Regions from separate parts of the Mus musculus genome. Here region 2 is linked to region 1. The links are chromatin contacts, called in public Hi-C maps. All regions are on one chromosome and are shown on one strand. Each heading gives the region's core, a stretch centred on a gene start, on an enhancer-like site or on the middle of the called end of the contact. The rest is flanking DNA. Distances are from core to core; before and after follow the strand shown.

The links. A called contact is a pair of places that touch in the nucleus more often than the background predicts.
Region 2: a Hi-C map of cortical neurons shows a contact between it and region 1, with 7 times the contacts expected there. The contact joins two enhancer-like sites. A contact is called at or near these places in 2 of 15 datasets of contacts at CTCF or cohesin (the NIH/3T3 cell line and stem cell-derived epiblast-like cells), 48 of 484 Hi-C or Micro-C datasets (the AtT-20 cell line, the G1E-ER4 cell line, the HL-1 cell line and 31 more) and 6 of 115 datasets of contacts at active chromatin or transcription factors (astrocytes, bone marrow-derived dendritic cells, differentiating embryonic stem cells and 3 more).

What each region holds. Positions count from the first base shown.
Region 1 is chr1:126,426,879-126,434,363 of GRCm38.p6, forward strand. All of the region lies in intron 4 of Nckap5 (NCK-associated protein 5), which reads right to left. Among named protein-coding and RNA genes, the nearest start is that of Gm35562, 380 kb to the left of the region's middle. Within about 2 kb of position 4,948, at least 21 of the 459 cell types and tissues checked have an H3K27ac peak or open chromatin away from gene starts, as enhancers often do. A contact at or near this core is called in brain and cortical neurons, where this site is marked.
Region 2 is chr1:126,929,070-126,936,554 of GRCm38.p6, forward strand. No RefSeq gene overlaps it. Among named protein-coding and RNA genes, the nearest start is that of Gm41945, 92 kb to the right of the region's middle. Within about 2 kb of position 2,857, at least 12 of the 459 cell types and tissues checked have an H3K27ac peak or open chromatin away from gene starts, as enhancers often do. A contact at or near this core is called in brain and cortical neurons, where this site is marked.

The DNA.
Region 1 (7,485 bases), core at 3,698-6,197:
TTATCCAAAGCATCCAATCTTACAGTTTGCCCAAAATCAATCTGTTGTGTTTCCACAAATAACAGTAAGAAACCCACTTAAAAATGGGATTGTGGTATATACTGATGGATCAAAAACTGGCATAGGTGCCTATGTGGCTAATGGTAAAGTGGTATCCAAACAATATAATGAAAATTCACCTCAAGTGGTAGAATGTTTAGTGGTCTTAGAAGTTTTAAAAACCTTTTTAAAACCCCTTAATATTGTGTCAGATTCCTGTTATGTGGTTAATGCAGTAAATCTTTTAGAAGTGGCTGGAGTGATTAAGCCTTCCAGTAGAGTTGCCAATATTTTTCAGCAGATACAATTAGTTTTGTTATCTAGAAGATCTCCTGTTTATATTACTCATGTTAGAGCCCATTCAGGCCTACCTGGCCCCATGGCTCTGGGAAATGATTTGGCAGATAAGGCCACTAAAGTGGTGGCTGCTGCCCTATCATCCCCGGTAGAGGCTGCAAGAAATTTTCATAACAATTTTCATGTGACGGCTGAAACATTACGCAGTCGTTTCTCCTTGACAAGAAAAGAAGCCCGTGACATTGTTACTCAATGTCAAAGCTGCTGTGAGTTCTTGCCAGTTCCTCATGTGGGAATTAACCCACGCGGTATTCGACCTCTACAGGTCTGGCAAATGGATGTTACACATGTTTCTTCCTTTGGAAAACTTCAATATCTCCATGTGTCCATTGACACATGTTCTGGCATCATGTTTGCTTCTCAGTTAACCGGAGAAAAAGCCTCACATGTGATTCAACATTGCCTTGAGGCATGGAGTGCTTGGGGGAAACCCAGACTCCTTAAGACTGATAATGGACCAGCTTATACGTCTCAAAAATTCCAGCAGTTCTGCCGTCAGATGGACGTGACCCACCTGACTGGACTTCCATACAACCCTCAAGGACAGGGTATTGTTGAGCGTGCGCATCGCACCCTCAAAACCTATCTTATAAAACAGAAGAGGGGAACTTTTGAGGAGACTGTACCCCGAGCACCAAGAGTGTCGGTGTCTATGGCACTCTTTACACTCAATTTTTTAAATATTGATGTTCATGGCCATACTGCGGCTGAACGTCATTGTTCAGAGCCAGATAGGCCCAATGAGATGGTTAAATGGAAAAATGTCCTTGATAATAAATGGTATGGCCCGGATCCTATTTTGATAAGATCCAGGGGAGCTATCTGTGTTTTCCCACAGAATGAAGACAACCCATTTTGGTTACCAGAAAGACTCACCCGAAAAATCCAGACTGACCAAGGGAATACTAATGTCCCTCGTCTTGGTGATGTCCAGGGCGTCAATAATAAAAAGAGAGCAGCGTTGGGGGATAATGTCGACATTTCCACTCCCAATGACGGTGATGTATAATGCTCAAGTATTCTCCTGCTTTTTTTACCACTAACTAGGAACTGGGTTTAGCCTTGATTCAGACAGCCTTGGCTCTGTCTGGACAGGTCCAGACGACTGACACCATTAACACTTTGTCAGCCTCAGTGACTACAGTCATAGATGAACAGGCCTCAGCTAATGTCAAGATACAGAGAGGTCTCATGCTGGTTAATCAACTCATAGATCTTGTCCAGATACAACTAAATGTATTATGACAAATAACTCAGCAGGGATGTGAACAAAAGTTTCCGGGATTGTGTGTTATTTCCATTCAGTATGTTAAATTTACTAGGGCAGCTAAATTGTCAAAAAGTCTTTTTCAGTATATGTTACAGAATTGGATGGCTGAATTTGAACAGATCCTTCGGGAATTGAGACTTCAGGTCAACTCCACGCGCTTGGACCTGTCGCTGACCAAAGGATTACCCAATTGGATCTCCTCAGCATTTTCTTTCTTTAAAAAATGGGTGGGATTAATATTATTTGGAGATACACTTTGCTGTGGATTAGTGTTGCTTCTTTGATTGGTCTGTAAGCTTAAGGCCTAAACTAGGAGAGACAAGGTGGTTATTGCCCAGGCGCTTGCAGGACTAGAACATGGAGCTCCCCCTGATATATGATATATCTATGCTTAGGCAATAGGTCGCTGGCCACTCAGCTCTTATATCCCATGAGGCTAGACTCATTGCACGGGATAGAGTGAGTGTGCTTCAGCAGCCCGAGAGAGTTGCAAGGCTAAGCACTGCAATGGAAAGGCTCTGCGGCATATATGAGCCTATTCTAGGGAGACATGTCATCTTTCATGAAGGTTCAGTGTCCTAGTTCCCTTCCCCCAGGCAAAACGACACGGGAGCAGGTCAGGGTTGCTCTGGGTAAAAGCCTGTGAGCCTAAGAGCTAATCCTGTACATGGCTCCTTTACCTACACACTGGGGATTTGACCTCTATCTCCACTCTCATTAATATGGGTGGCCTATTTGCTCTTATTAAAAGGATAGGGGGAGATGTTGGGAGCCGCGCCCACATTCGCCGTTACAAGATGGCGCTGACAGCTGTGTTCTAAGTGGTAAACAAATAATCTGCGCATGTGCCAAGGGTATCTTATGACTACTTGTGCTCTGCCTTCCCCGTGACGTCAACTCGGCCGATGGGCTGCAGCCAATCAGGGAGTGACACGTCCGAGGCGAAGGAGAATGCTCCTTAAAAAGGGACGGGGTTTCGTTTTCGCGCTCTCTTGCTTTTCTCTCTCTCTTGCTTTTCTCTCTCTCTTGCTTCTTGCTCTCTTGCTTCTTGCACTCTGGCTCCTGAAGATGTAAGCAATAAAGCCTTGCCGCAGAAGATTCTGGTCTGTGGTGTTCTTCCTGGCCGGTCGTGAGAACGTGTCTAATAACAGATGGGGGTTGGTGAGAGGGGAAGGAGGACAATAGAAGGCAATGTGGGTAAATACCAAAATGCATTATGTCTGGATATGGAACATCACCTTTAATTTATATAATTAACACATGCTAACACCAACATTAAAAAGGATGTGTCTTTATCTTGTATGACATATTTTAATATAGTTTTTTTCATGGGAATACCATATTCTATAATTCTGTTACTCATACAAAATGATTCTTTAGAAAATGAGGTTGTTTTAAAGGAAAAAATGTAACATTTCCCCACTTGGGGCTCCGACGGCAGAAGGCAGTATGAGGCAGTAGTGTGGGCTGGGTTCTGTGGACTTCAGGGGCAGCTGGAGTTCAAACGCCAGCTCTGTATCTTCCTAGATGGAGGCCAGGCCAGTTATTTAACTTCCCTGAACGAGTCCAACGAGGATTAATAATAATAACAGCTTCCTCTGGGTCATCAGAAAGAGCTTGGGCAGAAAAGTAGCTCCACAAATATCAGCTCCTGTCACCATTACCCAGAGTGTACTGTGACGGCGTTCACTACAGGTTCCCAAAGGACTGTGGGATAGCTGCTGTAAAAAGGCAGCTTACCTGCTGGCTGGGAGCATCACCCCTACCACGACTGTTACTATTCAGTATCATGCACATATTTTGGCCCCAGGAAGGATAAGGAAAGAATAGCAAATACAGTGCTCCCAAAACACCATCTACTCCCAAGAAATAACTCTTTACTAAAATACTAGAGCACATGTGCTGAGTGTGTATGTGTGTGTGTGAGAGAGAGAGACAGACAGACAGACAGACAGACAGACCACAACACGTATGTGAAGGTCTGAGAACAACTCTCTGGAGTCAGTTCTCACCTCCCACATGTCAAGGCAGAGTCTCGGTTACTCCTGTCACTGCTCCGACTCCAGTGTAGCTGACTGGTGAGCTGCCTGGTGAGCTTCCACTTGAGTCTACCGACTCCCATCTCACCCACACAGTGCCTATCTCCCAGGGATGGTGACATGTGGCTGCTAGGGATGGAACAGAAGTCATCAGGCTTGTATGGGAAGTTCTTCTTCCCATGGAGACGTCTCGCTGGTCCACCGGACAGTGATTTTTATGTAAACTACAGACAAGACTCCACACAGAGTATTGGTGCATTGGGTAAAACTTCTGGAAGCATCTGTATTCTTTCTGAAACATTCTTCCTGTCTCTGTTAAGGTTCCTTTTTATAGTCTTTGGAAGCAGTCCCATGATGGAACAAACCTAGGCCTCAGAAATGCTAGGGTATCTGCCATGAACTCCAGGTGTGGCCTGACATCCTACCCTGTTTCTGCTTCTTGGCACTGAGATACTCATCTTTGCGGTTCACACGCGGATGCACTGTCCCAGGTATGCTACTAGAATAAACTGTCCCCAGTCCTCTAGGAGACATAACCATCTCTTCCGTGGGTAATTTGGATGACAATATTGCTCGGGCTCATAAATAAATCTGGGATGAATAGCTAAACGGCTTTTGACAGATTAACACATTACTAAGCAGAAGGGTATTTAGAATTTTAAGACTCTGAAAGCCATGTGTAATTATCCAAATGAATCAATGCTTTCCACTGGAGTTTTGGACACATGAGCAGGTACATGGAGAGATGAAGGGGGTACGTCGTGAGGCCCGCTGCTGTTAACAACACCTTCAAGTTTCGGCAGAAGGGAAGGAAACATGCTATTTTTCATACTGTGGCATCGCCCCATACAAGGAGGCAGTTGTTTTGCGGAATGATAAATAGAAGGCTATTACATGCTTAATTAAAGAACCAATCCTTTCAGCTCTGAAAAAAAAAAATATAATCCCCAACTGAGTAGATATGTGAGCGTTGGAGAGGAGGCACGGTGTTTTAGACTTGCTGTTCCTTGCTCTTGTTATTGTCAGAGAACATCATTAAAACAGATCTCTCCTTCCTGCCGCTGCATCCTCAGACTGCAGGCCCGTGGTGTTGGCTCCTAAGGCAGTCCCCACCCTCCAAAGAACAGCTGTCATGTTTTTTATGAGGTCTGATGGAAGGTGAGGTTGCACACACCCTGTCTGGAACCTGTTAAGGACATACAAAGCTCAGCTTGGATTACGGATGTTATTTTAATGAATGTGGTGCCCTCTTCTGGTGGAAAGCCTAAATCAACAATGAAATCTTGTGGGCAGAAGACCAAGCTCGGCATCTTGTGCTCTCAGCACAGAACTGTGGATCGTAGGCCAAGGGGAGACCCCAGTAAGTGATCAGGCAGCACTCAAACCATTCAAATCCCCATCAAAGCTACACGACAAAATGAGTAAATGAAAATGCTGAAACAAGGGAAAGAAAGGCAGAAATCTGGCACTGAAGTAGAGAGAAGAGAAGTAACGAGGGAATCCCCCAAGGGCTATCTTTAAAAGAGAAAATAGGGCTTAAAATAGCTGTTCATCTTTAAGTGACAAGCAAATGGCCTTTTGATCACTGGTGTTCTTAAGAAGAATTCTTTCTATTAAGCATGTCAATGCATGTACAGACTTAAAGGAATAAACATCGGTTGGAGAAAATAATTGAAGACATTCTTAATGGGAAGCTAAGTGCGCTGTGAGAGAAATGCCTTCTTTAGCATTGTGATTTTTCATGAGATCAAACCTACAATATTAAAAGGTCTTTGGGGCTGGACAGACAAATGGCTCAGTGGTTGAAGAGCACATACTGCTCTTGCAGAGCACCTGAGTTTGGTCCCCAACATGCAGATCAAGTGGCCCAAAATCTCTTCTCATTCCAGCTCAGCAAAATTCAACGCCCTCTTCTGACTTCTTTGGGTACAGCAATCGTGTGCACATAACACCTCCCTGCAGCGAAAACTATCTCTCTCTCTCTCTCTCTCTCTCTCTCTCTCAAAAATAATGTCTCCTCACATTTCTCCACATCCTTTTGAGGGTTGACACTTTGAAGGCACTTTTTAGATGAATACTTGAGCCCCAACTATATAATTATTTGTCATTAAACAAAATCTGTAGCCATCCTTAAGGATGGCGTCAAATATTTATACTTGAACAACAGCAAAACACGCACCAATGTATCAGGGATACACATGTATGCTACTTCTTGAGTCAATTCTATAGGTTAAAGGCCAGAGATATTTACAAAATGGTTAACCTTTTAACAACAAAACCGTTTAATCAACCAAAGAACCCTAGCATTCCAGACAGAGGAAACAGATTCTGTCTATTAACACTCCACTGATTGTTAAACTATGCCCACTCTTGCGTGCACCCAGTTTATTATGCATCACAAATTCTGTCACTTGCTAGAGGCTGTGGCCCAGATTGAACATGTATTTATGAAAATAAAGCCCAAGACGTCTATAGTATGCTGTCATGCAGGGCTTCCAGTTCAGGAGGCTGGAGGGATAGATCTCCAAGCCAGCCATAGCCAAAAACCATGAAGAGAGCCTGGGTTCTGACATGTAGTTTCTGATGACTATGTGGATTTCATAAGCTCTGGGTTTGTGAGTGGCAGGAAGTTGGGAAGGGACACTGTCGATGATGGAAGTAACCATGTTTTCTCTTTGGTACGGTTTGAATAAGAATTGTCCCCCAAAGGCTCATTAAACACTTGGTTCCCATTCTTTGGGAATGTTGTGGGACCTTCAGGGGGCGGCACCTCACTAGAGTCAGTGGGCCACTAATGTGTGGGGTGGCTTTTGAGGCTTTATACTCAGCTCCTCCTTTCTGCTCACTCTCTGCTTCCTATGTATAGCTGCAGTGTGACCAGCCAGCCTCATGTGCCTGCTGCCATGTCTCACCCACCATGAAGGACTGATTCCTTCTTCAACTGTAAGCCAAAATAAACTATTCTCCTTTAAGTTGCTTCTGTCAGGTTATTTTATCATACTCATAGAAAGCAAGTAGAACATTATTCTTTTATGTGAAGAAACGTAGTGTAACTGTGGGGGAACTGGATGAAAGGAAACAGATTTGGAAGAACTGTATTCACACGGGCAGGCGTCTCTCTGTGACTAGACTTCACTCGAGCCACTAGTTTCTTCACCAACATAGGCAGGTCATTGGCGTGACATGTTCACAACAGCATTGCGGCATCTGAACAGACACTGTGCTAAGACACCTTAAATAGAACCACTCAAAACTCATACCCGTACTTCCTCTAAGCCTGATGGGGTAACTACTCTTCCAGCTGCCAGTGGTTAAGTCCTACTAGCCAGGCCTGCCTTCAACAAAATCCAATAGGCTTGATTAGCAACCTTCCTTAGCTCTGCTCCTCAGCTATGTGTCCACACATTCCTTTGAGGAATATAAACATAATGATATAAACATAAAATATAATATAAAGTAAAACATAAACATAAAAAACATTTAATTTATGTATATATTATAGGTATATATAATTATGTATATATTATACATGTTATAACATACATTACAAGTTTTCTGTGAAGCTAATCTACAATAAATGTTATATATCAAACACTTTTATTTATCCACTATATTAGATAAACATATCTCATATTTATATAACTTATAACTTTATACATTATTTATATAAATAATCGATAAATAATATATTACAATTTATCTAATGTATGTTAGATGTTATAATATGTAATGTTACATAAATATACACACACAGATGTTATCTGTAATGACTGTATTTGA
Region 2 (7,485 bases), core at 1,607-4,106, 500 kb after region 1:
TTGTCCTCTGACCTCCACATGCATGCCTTAGTTTATATGGACCCTGCCTACACAAACAGAATACACACGCACACACACACACACACACACACATGCACACACATACACATATGCACACATAAACATGTACACACACACACACATGCACGCACGGGGAAATAAATATATAGTAATAAGGTATTGGTATCCAGGGATCTTCAAATAGTTATTGCTCTACAGTAGAAGCAGATAGTCTCAAACAGCACCTGGTTCATAAATGCTTGATAAACTAGATTTGTAAAGTTATGATTGTAAATTCCATAAAAATGCATCTGATCCAGTACTGAAAGGTGGATTTCCCTGTGGCCGTGGGGAGACAACATTTAAATGGTGCTGTTGCTAATATCTGCCATAAAGAAGTGTGGTGATCAATATTAATTCTCAGCTTGAGACACTCCAGAGTAGCTGAAGATGCAAGCTCCATGCTGTCTGTGAAGGGATTATTTGATTCAATCAATCGAGATGAGAGGGCTCATGTTAAATATGGGTGGCACCATGCCATGAACTGAGGTCCTGGACCGAATTACAGAGAGAAGGAAAGCAGTGCAGGGGTGCTCATCTGCTGTATTTCCCGACTGGAAACAATGTGACCACCTGCCCTATGTTCCTGCTGCCATGCAGTCCTTCTGTAACAGACTGTACCCCTTAACACTGTGAGCCCCTGAACCTTCTAAAGCTGCCTTTGAACAAAGTGATGGCTACAGACAGGGTTCCTCTTCATGCACCTTTATGATCATACTGTCATTTCTATTCCAAAGACAGCCAGCAGAGGGCAGAGCTCTATGGTTTTGTAATTAGTTGAAAGGACCCTGTAATTCTCTGTTGGCTCCCATCTGATCTTCCGATTCCAGTGATGAGCATGTGTCAATATCTGGTCATCGATAGTGTGAAAACGCTAAATTGAAACCCTACAAAGGAGGATGTGGTGGAGAGAAAAGATGCTCTATCTTCTTTCTGAAGAAAAAAATTCCTATTTTAAAAGGTTTGTTTTGTTTTTATGTGCATGTGTATTCATATTCTCTCTCGCTCACTCTCTCTCTTGCTCTCTCTCTCTTCCCTTCTCTGTGTGCATAGGTACTCATGGAATTCAGAAGAGGGCATCAGATTGCCTCCAGCTGGGCTTACAGATATTTGTGAGCCACCTGACATGGATGCTGGGAACAGAACCCTAGTCCTTTGCAACAGTGGTACTCACTCTTAGCCAGCCCTAGAAAAATCTCTTTTCACAGTGAGTCCATGGATAACTAGCAACTCCTTTTAAGTTAGTGATCCTACATTCTAGGTACTCAGCTGCTACCATGAGAGGCTAGGCTGTCAGGTGAGACAAGAAAACTGTCCGCAAGATGAACAGTGCTCCCACTCCAGATGAACAGTGCTCCTACTCCAAAGCCATATCGACACCCCAAAGAAAAGATGGTTCTCTTCCACAGGTCAGATTCACGGCAGAATCTACCTACCTACAACATTGAGGAGGAAATACTATTGTCTCTGCTCTTCCCTTCATCGCCGCTGTGTGGAGGGACCACATCTCTCCCCACACCAAAGTTCCGCCAAATGTTATCTGCATAGGCATCACCAAAACCTGCCTTGGCTCTTTTTATGGAACTTGAAATCTTTTTAATTGAGACAACACCCAGCCGACCAGCCACGGGCTTGCTGCACTGGGCTTTAAGTTAGTTTGACGTTAGCCTCCTACGTGTTACCAAACGCCTGTGTGGGTGCTGCCTTCTGTCTCGTTTAACACTGCAAGATCTCAAGTGCAGGACATTCCAAACCCATCGGCCTTCTCGTTTCTCTGCTCCAAAGCGTCATTCATTCGGAGGCTCTCTTGCGTTTCATATTCATTCTTTTCTACTCCCCTCCCTCCTCAAATTTTCTCATTATAGTCTGACCCTTTAAGCACAGTGTTATCTGGTTATCATTGAAAATTGCAAAATCTATAGCATAAATATAAAAACAACGTGTATATCTTAACTGTGTATCTTATTTTTAAAACGTGTGCTAGCAGACATTAGTTGTATATCTCAATGTATTCAGTGTGTTCTTCTCCTAAAAGAACGTTCGTTCATTTAGTTATTGGAGGGGGGGCACACACATGCTTGGCTCTCAGATGGGGGTCAAACATAGCTTGGGAAAATCAGTTCTCTTTCCAGCACCTACGTAGGGTCTCGGGATTGGATTTAGATCCGTCAGTTCCTCTGGCTTGACAGCAAGCCCCCTTCCCCACTGAGCCATCTTCCCAGCCCCACGTCTATATGTAAAACCGTTTTAACAGATACGCTGCACTGTTTCACAGGCCACGGGTGCCCTTTCTGAGTTAAACCTCTGTATCCAAGAAGATAAAGCATCTGGACTTGTTCACTTCCTCTCAGCTATTTGGACATCCGCATAGTCCCGGAGATGTTACTCACCAGGTTTTTAAAATAAATAAAATAAATAAAATACTATTTCCATTTGCCCAGGTGGCAAGATTACATTTCAGGATTGAAAGACAGGAGAAAGGAGGAGGGGGGATTGCTGACACAACATCTGCACTCTCTCTCTCTCTCTCTCTCTTTTTTTTTTTTTTTTTTTTTTTTGGTGGAATTTCATCACATTTCTGCTTGCAGCCTAATCATCTTACTGGGAATTAAGAAAACACAGGAATGTTTAAATTGTGCCATGCACCCACAGCTCCTATAAGTCTCGAATTTAATCCTGGGAGGTAGCTTTTCACACCAAGAAATCCCAGGAAGAAACTTCCTTTCTGTGTGTTTTGTGAGCTATGCTCCAAAAACCCATGACCGCATGCCTAAAACTATGGATGCAGCGCCATCTAGCTGCAGCAGTGGGTGGAGCAGGAGCCCAGAATTAGTAGCTTCAACCCTGATCTGCAGCTCACCTAGACAAACAGAAGCAGCTCTGACAATTGCTCACACTGAAATGCCGCTGCTAAGGAGGGAGAGCCCAGAATTCAAGCTGAGCCTGAGATACAGAGCCAGACCTTACGTGACTAATGAAGAACGTGGCTCAGGAGATGGCACAGTTGGTGAAGTACCTGCTTTGCAAGCCTGAGAATCCAAATTCCATACCAGGAATGTCATACGAAAATATCAGGCATGATGGCATGTGCCTGTTATCCTAGAACTGGAGAAAAGGAAATAGGCATATCCAACCTAGCCTACTTGGTGAGCTCCAAGCCAAACAACAAGAGATCCTGTCTCATAACAGCAAGGTGAATGGTACTTGAGAAATAGCTCGGATTGACCTCTGACTTCCACATGCACATGCTTACATGTGCAACAGAAAGGGGGAGAGGGGGAGGGAGAGAGGGAGAGAGGGAGAGAGGGAGAGAGGGAGAGAGGGAGAGAGGGAGAGAGGGGAGAGGGAGAGAGGGAGAGAGGGAGAGAGGGGGAGAGGGGGAGAGAGGGGAGAGAGGGAGAGAGGGAGAGAGAGAGAGAGAGAGAGAGAGAGAGAGAGAGAGAGAGAGAGAGAGAGAGAGAGGAGAGAAGCCCACTTTGCAGAAACACTGTGAAGTCTGGCATCATCAGAAGAAGAGCCAGGACATAAAAGCACAGCCCCTTGCTAGCATCACTCCCCCCCACTAGCTGGCTGTGGCTTCTCATACTGTCCTGAGCTCAGAGTCCCTCAAGGAGATTCAGGATGATAACTGTCATGCATTCAGTAGACTGTCGGCTGCACTCACTGCCTAATAAAACAGTCATATGCTTGAGGATATGGGGGAGGGGCTTGGTACCACTGTGGAGAGCTGAAGTCTAGGGAGCCTTGGCATGGGTCTGATCTGTGCCCACGGCATGGGCACAATCCACTCTCTTTTTTTATTTGAGCTTTTGATCAAATGACCCAGTGGCAGCATCCCCGGGTGCTCTAAGCACAACGTTTAAGATAAAGTGCCCTCTGAGAACCTATTTAACACTTGGCTACTCTCTATTTCTTGAGACTACTCAGTTACATCTACGGTAATCAGCTCAAAGAGCAGCCATTAACATGCATACAGATGAAACTGATTTTCCCTGAAACACCCTTTTCAGTGCTTTCCAAGGAGGCCTGTCTAACAGCAGACCCACGTTCTGGAATGAGTTCCATCTGGTAACTGAACTGTCCTTTGTCTTGGCTTCCTGTCCTGACCTCTGCCTGGCTATGTCTCTAGCTGGCCACCTCCATCTCCTTCCTGTCATAGCTCCTTCTTCCCTGGTCTGAAGACTGGTTTCTGTAGTGTGGGCTGGGTATTCTCCTTACTGCCAGTTTGGTGTGGCTAGCAGGAGTGAGGAAGGAGAGCAAGGGCAGGGTGTCTGTCAGCCCCTGGCTTTTCCAAATAGCACCATACCCCTGAGAATGAAGACTCTGACCTCTCTGTCCTTGACGCTCTACTTCAGGGTTCCTAGCTCTTTCCCATGTGCCTATGTGTCCTTTACATGCCTATCATCCCTTGGTCATGCTCTCTCCTTGCATGACACTTTCTTTTGCTTAATTATTTTAAAAGCTCCTCTTTTAAAAGTGGATTCTATATGACCCTTCCCCTACAAAAAGCCACACTTCCCTCTGTGTGAGTTTTCTGCCCACACTCACATATTCTATTACAACCGGACTTGTCACCTCATCAGCCAGGGTCAAGTTCCAACACTTAGGCAACCCAACTCCTAGAGAATGGGATTGGCTAGCGAGCAATAACAGGGTTCAGCGATGACAGTGAAGGCAGTCTTGGTGTTCCTGGGAAGGACAGGAATTCAGTTTCCTGTGCAAATCATTTTAGACTCAGCCACAGGAAAGGAGTAAGAATAGGTACAGAGAGGTACAGAGAGCAGAGTGAGTGTGTGGTCTCAGTGCTACCTCAGGCTCAGAGCATTTCTCTCCGAGCAAGCCCTCCCAGAACCTGTCTGAGCAGATAATATGAGCTCCCACGAGACCGCTGCGTGTATACAAGGCATCTCTGAACTTGAGCCAAATGCAATGGATTTTTATAATTATTGACAAAAAATAATCCTTTGATGCCAATCAATTTTGTAATTTGTGCGCATTCATTTAACACCAAGTTATTGAACAGCCGTCATGTTTCATGCACATGGTAGGCACAGAAATCATTGTAGGCAAAATAGGTTTCTTACTCCCCTCAGAAATAGCTCATAGGTTTGCCAAACATGAAAGATTGTTGGCCAGATAAGAATAAAATGGATGAGGGAACATTACAGAAAAAAAAAAAAAAGGTGGAGAGAATGTAAGAGAAAGAACTGGGAGGAGTGTGTGAGCTGTTGCATTTTGGTGTGGCATGTGGCAAACTCATTAATGAACTCACAGCAGCTGTGGTTATGTGCACAAGACCTGTACCAGACTGAGGCAGTCAACATTCCATCATGGATCCAGGAAGGGACTCATGAGACCTCATCTCTAGCAAAGGATCTACTGGCTATGAGTAGTTGCTAAGGAGGAAGAGTCATTTCTTTTTCTTTGGTGCTGTGGTCACTGGTAAGTTGCCCATAATCTAGTACATAGCCTCCATTCCATATGCAAGCAGTCAACTCCATTTCATACATGTGAAAGCAACAAATTAAACTCAGCATGAAAAAAATAAGATATTGAAGTAGGGGGACTGGTTGGGAGAAGAAAAGGGTCAGATGGAGTTGGGGGGGGGAATGAGTCAGAATAATGAGAAATGAATACAACAAAGACACTATATACACCTATGAAAATCATCAAAAAATAAATTATAAAAGGAAACAATTCACGTGGGATCATAGCCAAAAAGATTGCTCAGAAGTTAAAGAGTTCCATCCACAGAATGCATACAGTGAAAACGGATCTGACTCCTGAAAGTCAGCCTCTGATTGCCACATGCATCTGGTAGCACATGGACACACGTACAGATAGTCAGCTATTGGATGGAACACAGGCCCCCAATGAAGAAGCTAGAGAAAGTATCCAAGGAGCTAAAGCGGTCTGGAACCCTATAGGAGGAAAAACAATATGATGTTAAAGAAGTAGAAGCTGTGGCCTTGTCAAAAAAAATCTATCTATCTATCTATCTATCTATCTCTTTCTCTGCCTGCAACTTTACAGCTGATCAGATGTAAGCTCTAAGCTATTGCTCCAGCAGCATGCCTGCTTGCCTGTCTGCCTCACACTCCCCACCATGATGATAACAATAGACTAACCCATTGAAACTGTAAGCAAACCCCCAATTAAGTGCTTTATTTTGTAAGTTGATCATGGTGTCTCCTCACAGTAATAGAACAGTAGCTGACACACCACCTCAGGACACAGTTGCCACACATGCTCCCTGATATGATCCACCAAAATACAGAACATCCTTTCTGCCACTGCCTCACAAAACAAAACAAAAAATATATAAAATCTAAGAAAATGTTAGGAATGTATTGAAGGACTGTCCATGAATCAAATTCCCTAGACTCCTCAAATTGTCATTCTTGTCAAAGTCAAGGACAAATGTTTGATAAATGTCTGTGTGAGGTGACCAAACACAGCAGGTGTGATTATACCTTGGATCTCAGTAAAAGAAAAGTAAATATATGCTCAAAGATAACAATTTGTTTTATTTTTTTAAATTATGCATATGTGTGTTTGTATAGGAGTATGTGTCTATACAGGTAAATGTATAGACAGGAGTATGTGTAAATGCAGGTATCCACAGAGGCAAGAGAAGAGTGTCCAACCCCCTGGAACTGGAGTTATAGGTGGTTGTGAGGTGTGGGCTGGGAACTAAACTCAGGTCTTCTGTAAGAGCAGTATGCGCTCTGAAGCTCTGGGTAGTCTTTGCGGTCCCACCCTCTCCCTTAGGGTGTTTAGAGGTAAAGAAAACGGGACCTAGAAATCTCCCCAAAGAAAAATGATCTCCTATACTCAGTGGGCTTCACATCCAGTTATTCTGTGATCAAAGATTATTTCTGTACTGACCACGAGCAGACTTTTTCTTGTAATTATCCCCTGAACATTACACAGCTGATTTATACAATATTTGCAGTATGATGTGTATTACAAGAATTTAAATGTGATTTCATGTACATCAGAGCACATTAGCTGGCTATATGCTAATGCTGTACCATTACACAGGGAGGATTTAAATATCTTCATGTTTTGATATCCCCAGAGGTCTTGGAACTAATACCCTATGGGTGCTCAGGATAGCTGTTCTGTGAATATGTAAGATTGCTTCTCCAGTTATGACCTTTCCAATCATCCATACTGTCTACCAACTCTAAATATTAATTCTAGGGGCTGGAGAAATGGATAAGTAGATATGATATATAGGCTTACATTTTTCAAAACCTACTTTAATAAGGGTCCTTAAATGCTTTAACCTCCCTTCTAGCCCACCAACCACCAGAGGTAGTGGAAAGAAAAGGTTACTAGGGCAAAGGAAGATGTAGACCTGTTTAGAAATAGTTCTTTGGGGTGATTCTAATCTTCATTGTCAGGATAGCAGCAGTTCAG